2 separate regions of the Danio rerio genome follow, and region 1 is linked to region 2. The links are chromatin contacts, called in public Hi-C maps. All regions are on one chromosome and are shown on one strand. The core of a region is the stretch at or near the end of the contact, and the rest is flanking DNA. Distances in the headings are between cores, read along the strand shown. Region 1 holds the start of poc1a (POC1 centriolar protein A). Region 2 holds the start of avil (advillin).

The links. Hi-C and Micro-C count contacts between places; a contact is called where the count stands out from the background.
Region 1: a contact with region 2 is called in a Hi-C map of hematopoietic stem cells, with 2.9 times the contacts expected there. The contact joins the promoter of poc1a here to the promoter of avil in region 2. A contact is called at or near these places in 5 of 18 Hi-C or Micro-C datasets (caudal fin, embryo, hematopoietic stem cells and 1 more) and 2 of 4 datasets of contacts at active chromatin or transcription factors (caudal fin and embryo).

Annotation. Positions count from the first base shown.
Region 1 is chr11:291,541-295,919 of GRCz12tu, forward strand. It overlaps poc1a (POC1 centriolar protein A), which reads right to left and starts at 2,831. Exons shown (of 11, transcript NM_213049.1): 1 at 2,542-2,831; 2 at 2,169-2,253; 3 at 699-870. The coding sequence starts at 2,556.
Region 2 is chr11:207,685-212,303 of GRCz12tu, forward strand. avil (advillin) reads right to left here and starts at 1,791. Exons shown (of 20, transcript NM_001040365.1): 1 at 1,760-1,791; 2 at 1,558-1,638. The coding sequence starts at 1,617. si:ch1073-456m8.1 reads right to left here. Exons shown (of 6, transcript XM_009305713.3): 6 at 3,792-4,619.

The DNA.
Region 1 (4,379 bases), core at 1,581-4,080, 85 kb after region 2:
CAGAAGACTTCTCTGACTGCAGCTCACACACACCATCTGCAGCTCACACACACTGGGTTTATGAGGACTCTCTATAGACATAATGTGTCTTATATAGTAAAAACCGCTTATCATAAACCCTCACAGCACAGATAATGAAAAGACCTCCTTAAGTAAGATAATGAAGCAGTTGTTACTAACACACACACTCGGTTTGCTGTTGAATTCAGGGCTTCTGCTGCCATCTAGTGTCTCCTGGTGCTCTTAAAGGGGCAGTTCCCCCAAAATGTCATCTGTCATCATTCACTCACTCTTTACTTGTTTTAATCCTTTATGAGTTTCTTTCTTCTATTAAACACAAAAGAAGATGTTTTGAAGAATGTTGAAAAACTCTAACAATTGACTTCCATTGTATTTGTTTTTGTCCTGCAATGGAGGTCAAGGGTTACAGTTTTTCAGCATTCTTCAAAACATCTTCTTTAGTACTGACATCATCAAACATGAATAAATGCTGTAATGTATGTATTATTCATTGTTGATGTCAGTAATTGCATTAACTAGAGGAAGCTTACATCTTAAAGTCATCCTCCTTCATGCACTGCAAAAGCAGGAATGAAGTCTACTCTACATGTTGAACTCGGCAGTGTCTGTCTGATGAGTGCTTGAATGTGGTTGTGTTGAGTTTATTCCTGTCTGTCATTCCTGAAGGTTTGACTCACACACTGGGCACCCAGAGGCGGACGGTCTTGTCTCTGGACGAGGAGGCCAGCAGATGAGCAGACGGAGAAAACTGCACACACGTCACCGCATCCTTGTGTCCAGTAAACCTGTAGGCCCTCGACTGAGGCTTCATGTTCCAGACCATCACACAGGCATCCACCGAGCCCGAGGCTGAAACATGAGTGTAATTTTATTACAGTTGTTAATGTTATCATGAGTGTAATGTTATTACCGGTATTAATGTTATCATGAGTGTAATGTTATTACCGGTGTTAATGTTATCATGAGTGTAATGTTATTACCGTTGTTAATGTTATGAGTGTAATGTTATCACTGTTGTTAATGTTGTCATGAGTGTAATGTTATTACCGGTGTTAATGTTATCATGAGTGTATTGTTATTACTGTTGTTAATGTTATAATGAGTGTAATGTTATTGCCAGTATTAATGTTATCATGAGTGTATTGTTATTACCGGTGTTAATGTTATCATGAGTGTAATGTTATTACCGTTGTTAATGTTATGAGTGTAATGTTATCACTGTTGTTAATGTTGTCATGAGTGTAATGTTATTACCGGTGTTAATGTTATCATGAGTGTATTGTTATTACTGTTGTTAATGTTATAATGAGTGTAATGTTATTGCCAGTATTAATGTTATCATGAGTGTAATGTTATTACCGGTGTTAATGTTATCATGAGTGTAATGTTATTACCGTTGTTAATGTTATCATGAGTGTAATGTTATTACCGTTGTTAATGTTATCATGAGTGTAATGTTATTACCGTTGTTAATGTTATCATGAGTGTTATGTTATTACCGGTGTTAATGTTATGAGTGTAATGTTATCACTGTTGTTGATGTTGTCATGAGTGTAATGTTATTACCGGTGTTAATGTTATCATGAGTGTATTGTTATTACTGTTGTTAATGTTATAATGAGTGTAATGTTATTGCCAGTATTAATGTTATCATGAGTGTATTGTTATTACCGGTGTTAATGTTATCATGAGTGTATTGTTATTACCGGTGTTAATGTTATCATGAGAGTTATGTTATTACCAGTGTTAATTTTATTATGAGTTTAATGTTATTAATGTTGTTAATGCTACTATGAGTGTAATGTTATTGCCAGTGTTAATGTTATTATCAATGTTATGTTATTATTGTTGTACACGGTATCATAGTTTTTATCTGTTTAGATGTTATTATTGGTGTAGATGGTATTATCAGTATAGCTGTTATTATGGTTATTATTGGTGTATGTTATTATTAGTGAATGTTATTATTGTGCATATGCTAGTATCGTGTATAGATTATCAATGAAGTATGTTATTGCCGTTATTATCCATATAGATGTTATTATCAGTGTTAATGTTATAATCATTGTAGATGTTATTATCTACCAGCTGTTATTATCTGTGCTATTGTTATTATTGGTGTAAATGTTATTATCTGTGTAAGTTACCGATCTGTTTGCCGCTGGGGCTGAAGTCCAGGCTGGTGATCGCATCTCTGTGGCCCTTAAAGTTGCGCTCGAGTGTCGGATCATCCTGAAACACACACACACACACACACAAAATGAGAAGCATGCACACATACACACACAGAGAGAGTACACACATACAACCACACAAATGAAGAGCACACACACACTCACACTGCCTACACTTACATGTCTTACACACACAATAACACACTTACTCATGCGCACACACACAAATAAAGAGGACACACTAACTCAACTCAAACACACACTAATTCATTCACACACTCACATACAAACAAATGAAACACACACACACACACACACACACACACACACACACACACACACACACCAGCGCAGAGCTCATGTTATTCTCTGATGATGAAGAACTGCAGCGTTGGTGAATGAATGAAACCGGATCTTCTGTTTGTTTACATCCGCTCTGCTGTGAGAGCTGCGGTCCTCCAGACGGTGAGATTCTCCAGTAACCCACGGGAGACACGCGGACGAAGATGTGCACAAATAAAGAGGATAAAGCCGGCTTCAGGGCTGTTAACCCGGAGATAATCGCTCACCGCGGGCTGGCGGTTGGTTAGCAACAGCGTTCAATTTACCCGCCGTGTTTGGCGCGTGCGCAGACGTCACTCACAGCGTCATGCGTCTTAAAGGAAACGCGCTCCCGTCATTAAAGGGACAGTTCACCCAAACATTCTCTAAGAAAGCCCTACAGACTTTATAACTTGGTGAATTCTACAATGTCTTCATTTGATTATTACATATGTACATTCTGTATACTTGAATTTAATCTATACTTACCCCCTGGCATGTACATTTTATACTATTAAAATGTTATTTAAAAAAATAAGTTCACCCAAAAATTAAACATTTACTCACTGTTTACTCTTCCTCAAGTGTTTCCAAGCCTTCATGAGTTTCTTTATTCTGTTGAACACAAAAGAAGGTATTTTGAAGAATGCTGAAAACCGGTAACCATTGAGGAAAAACAAATGCTATTGAAGTCAATGGTTACCTGATACTTTGTTTGTTTGTTTGAATCATTTGAGGAGAGTAAATGATGACATAATAATTTCTAGTGAACTATCCCTTAAATCTCTTACAATCAGAACTGCAAGTCATGATGAAGATTCAGTTCACAGAAGCGGAAAATCAATCAGTGATAAAGCAGACAGGACAGGCCGGTCCAGACAGCAGCGTTACACGGCAGGCCGGAGTAGCTATAATAACAAGACAAACACTGAAATATCTTCTATATTTAACAATATTACTAATATATATAAATTATTAAATGTATTAACAGTTAAGGAAGTTAAATAATATAAATAAATAAGTAAATATAATAACTAGTTTCTAATGAATCATCTCTAATGTCTCTTTAATAGTGTCTAACAATTAAGTACTGGTGATACAGCCAATATTTAATTATTACGAGTATCTTTTAAAAATGAACCAAAATAATAGGTAATATATAATATAAATTAGTGCTGTGCAATGATTAAATCTGAGTAATTGCATCCAAATGTGTGTATTATATATATATATATATATATATATATATATATATATATATATATATATATATATATATATATATATATATATATATATTTATTTATCTATTATGCATGTCATAGGCACACATACAGAAAAAAAACTACATTGTTTACAGAGATATTCAAATTTATATTTAATTTGTATCATATGCAAATATATATGTTATATCTAAATATGAAATATATTATATGATATATGCATGTATGTGTGTATTTATATATACATAATAAATATACACAGCACACACACACATATATTATGTCAAAACACACTTTTATTTTGGATGTGATTATTTATTCATTTTCCTTTACTTTAGTCCCTTTATTAATCAGGGGTCGCCACAGTGCAATGAACCGCTAACTTATCCAGCATATGTTTAACTCAGCGGATGCCCTTCCAGCTGCAACCCATCACTGGGAAACACCAATACACTCTCATTCACACTCACACTCATACACTAGTGCCAGTGTAGTTGATCAGTTCCCCTATAGCACATGTGTTTGGACTGTGGGGGAAACCGGAGCACCCGGAGGAAACCCACGCCAACATGGGGAGAACATGCAAACTCCACACAGAAACACCAACTGACCCAGCCGAGACTCAAACCAGTGACCTTCT
Region 2 (4,619 bases), core at 541-3,040:
ATTTCTCACCACCAGAGGGAGAGGTCTAAGAGTGAGACTGTGATGGGGAATAACATGAGAAAAGGGGGGAGATGGAGGTTGGGTGGGGATATTTACAGCTGACCAAAAAAAAGAAGGATAAGGAGCTGGATAGGACCAGTGGAGATGGGGAAAACCCACAATTCTAACCCTCATAACAATGCAACATAGCCTGAGAATAGTTCCCAGAGTTTGACTGCAGCTCAGCCTCAACAGTGCGAGTCTGAGCCCTCCTGTCCTCATGCTCCACAACCACACTGTCAGGTGTGCCTCGAGGCTTTGATGATCCACCCTGTCACTCGTGTTGGCAATCACTGATCACTGAGTCAAAATTACCTTGAGGATCTTCCCTAGACAGTTTAGCCATGATCATGGAGTTAATTCAGTGTATAAGAACTTGTAAAGACAGCTGTCTACGAGTCAGGAAGACTCGAGGAATCGACTGAGGAGTTGATCTGCTGGCACCATGACAGCAAAAGAGAAGAAAAAGGCTTCAGAAATGTTTGTCTTTGAGCTCTGTTTTCTGTCATACAAGAATATCCTGTTCAGTCCTAGAGCATTCAGCAAATCCAACTGAAGAGCACACACACACACACACACACACACACACACACACACACACACACATTAACACAGGCAAGACCAGAGAATGATGAAACTGAAGGACTTAAATGTAAAAGATAATGACAGTTTAAATAAATCGAGTGTCCAACTGATGATGGGAAACAAGACAAATGAACTCAGGACAGACACGTGATACAGAGACTGCAGTGGAATCTTTTCTGAATATCAAGAGTTTCAAGATGCTCACATACAGAATGGCCACATGCTCTGCTCTTATACTTTCACTTATTTCTGCAACTCTACATTCCATCCAGAAGCCTTCGGTCAGACAGTGAGCTCCGGCTCGCGGTTCCCTCACAGAAACACTGAAAACCATTTTCCAGAACCTTTACATTCACTGTTCCTCACTGGTGGAATGATCTCCTCGAACCCACACAGACTACAGAATCTCTGACAATCTTCAAATAGCTCATTTTAACTTGTGTAATAAAGCACTTACATTTCTTACTGCCTCCCTACTCTAGGTTGAATGTTGCTAACAAAATCAGGAGTTTTGTGTTAGCGGTCTCTCTTGAAGCCGCCGCTCTGTGAGTCACTTTAGTTAAAAGTGTCTAGTAAATGACCAAAGGTAAAGAGCTGTGATAATATCAAATGAAAGATTTTCTATCAAGTGTAACTTGTGGGTTGAATAATTCTGACGGTTTACTTTGCTTCATCTTTAAGTCCTCAGAGTGCTTCATTTATACTGATCATCTTTTCTTAATAGTTTTCCTAAAGTTTGTTGACAGCAGCAGAATGTCTTGAAGATCAGGGGGGTGAAAACGTTTGATTGCAACTGTAGAATGATTGAAAATAAGAAGTTTAACAATGAAAAAACACTACTAAATACCAACACAATGTGTTAAATCCCAGAAGCACCACATGTATCTACATAACCAGAGTTATTGTTCATAAATGAGTGTGTGATCAGCCTACCTCGATCCTCCAGATGAGGACTCCTGCAGAGTTTGTGACGGCGCGGAACGTGTTCTGCATGATTCAGCGGCGTGTGCGAGACTGAAAGCAGAATTCAGCTTTAAACCAACACTTTTACACCTTCACTAACAGTACCTGTCTCTCTTTAACAACAGCTGTTGATGGAGCAGCTCTACTGTCACCAGAGCACACGTCTGAGTACCTGTAGGTCTGAGCAGATGTTTCTCCACAGATGGAAAGGTCTGATGTGCGGAGCTCTGGGGGTTTTCTCTGAAGCCAAAGCCAGGCACACACCGCATCATGCCCTTTTTTGTCCACTTCTGTTGAACAGAAGTTACAAAAACGTCATTTGAATGCATTTGCCTGGTGAGCTCAGCATCCAATCTGGATTAGGCTTGAACACAGTCGAGGCAAATGAGCAAAATAAACAAAGAGCAATATTCAAAAGAGCTGAAAACATCCTCCTCATGCCGGTCTGTGAGGAGATACAGCAGATTTAGAGGACACCAGTGTGTTGGACACAGTCTGATTCATTGTCATGGGTTTCTCAGATGGCTTGATGACACTCTGGTGATGAGCATGCACATGTTTGATGTTACATATCAGCTAACTCCATTATTGGAGTATACTGTATATTGCACAAATGCTTTTCTTGCATGGAGTTTTTGTCTTGTTCCCAGTCCAAACATCCAGATATTCTTAAATCAAGATGCATTTTACAGACAGGCAAAAAACAACGCCTGCTAATTCATTCATTCATTTACCTTCAGCTCAGTCTCTTTATTTATCAGGGGTCGGCACAGCGAAATGAACCACCAACTATTCCAGCATATGTTTTACATAGCTTCTAGCTGCAACCCAGTACTGGGAAACACCAATAAAGACTCATTCACACACACACTCATACACTACGGCCAGTTTAGTTCATCCATTTCCCAATAGCGCATGTGTTTGGACTGTGGGGGATACAGCAGATCATACCATAGCGTTACCATAGCAACTGTAGAATCACCACAACAGATCAATTACTGTAGTTGTAGTGTTACCATAGCAACTGTAGAATCACCACAACAGATCAATTACTGTAGTTGTAGTGTTACCATAGCAACTGTGGAATCACCACAACAGAGTTATTACTGTAGTTGCTGTGTTACCATAGAAACGGTAGAATCACCACAACAGATCAATTACTGTAGTTGTTGTGTTACCATAGCAACTGTAGAATCACCTGTAGATCAACTGTTATAATTGTGTTTCTATAGTAACAGTCTTTTCATCCGGGTTACTATAGTAGTTTTAATGCGTCAGTAGTGTACAATCAACAGTCCTCAAACACTGCAGATCTGCTTCTCTGGTGCTGGAGTGTGTGAGTGTGTGTGTGTGTGTGTGTGTGTGTTTATAGAAAGCACGGCATGTTCACTAGCACAGCTTGTCTGTCTGCATCAGCTGCTTCAGATGGTCAGATGGAGCGATTGTCTTGTTTTCTGTCCTTAAAGCACAGACAGCAGAGCTAATTTTCCTACTGATTTACTCTACATATGTACTGGATGTGGCATCACTGCAAGGTTTATTTAACTAATGACCCAAACTAGCTGTAAGAGAACGAGCAGAAGGCTTAATTAGGCTGGGTATGAGCTCTTAGAGGACCTTCATCAGTCTGTAGTGTGTAAACTGGAGAGGTAGTTCACACAGATCATCAGATTAATGCAGATGACACAACTAACCACCAACAGCAGCTGTGTTTCCATATAAATATGCAAACTAGACCCCTGCACCAAACCTGAATAATGCATACATTAGTGAATGAAGCAGCGTTTCCATCCAACGAGAAACAGAAGAGGATAAAATCAACACTTCCAGATAACCTGGAGTAAATATGAGTCAGAGAGATGTAGATGAGTGCGCCTCTGTGCTCTGTATTCATCATATATAATGAAGAAGTAATGGATTCATTTACCAGTGACTTCAGAAAAGTAATCTGATTACTCAACTGCTGTTACTCGCAGTGCTGCTTGGTTCAATCTGGCCACATCAAATTATTCACACTCTTACTCTGTAACTTCTTAAAGGGGCACATTCCGGGACTTAATGAAGTTATTCTGCCTCTGTTTAATTTCTGCTGCTGTGTAAAGCCGCTTTAACAAGGATGGACACACACTAATCCACACTGGAGAAGATTCACTTCACATTAGGATGAACAGCACACTGAACAGCACTGAACCATGACAACACAATGTAAAGCAATCATTTATTAGATCAGACATTCCTGGATATGAACAGAAGATGATCATACAAATCACACGTTGAGCATGAGCTCTGACCTCACAATCTGCTGACATCCATTAATAAAACCAATAATCATTTCATACGCATTAAAACACGTTCACTGAACACAGAACAGAAGCTTCCCATCATCCCCCGCGAGAACTAACAGATCTAATCCCCTTCCACAATCACACAATACAAAAGCAGAAGTAAACAAACGCTCAAGTGTTGACCTGAGAGCTGAAGACGCTCCATCACTCCTCATGAACAGCAGCAGTCAGACCCTCCAGCAAAATCTCTCAATCCTACTCTGAAAACGGCAGATGATGTGGGCAGATTTTAGGAAATTTGCAGCCAATTTTATGGCTTTTTTCAGATTAATATTCCAAATATCTTATGTGCTTGTGTTTTTGTACGTAACACTGTGCTGATGGCGTGTTGTAGAGAGAGAGAAATGTGAACAGCGTCCTGCTGACCACCCAAAATATGCAGGAAATCTGTAGAAATAGACAAAAAGTGTGAGATTTTACAATAAATTCAGCAATTGCAAGATTGAGAACTGCCGGCGGGTCTGACAGCTGATTACGGTCATGACAAATCAGAAATCAGTGTTTAAAGACTTCACACTCAGGATCTGACTTATAGAAGCTCACTGACTGACTGATAGATAGACAGACAGACAGACTGACTGATTGATTGATTGATTGATTGATTGATTGATTGATTGATTGATTGATTGATTGATTGATTGATTGATTGATTGATTGATTGATTGATTGATTGATCGCTTCTACAAA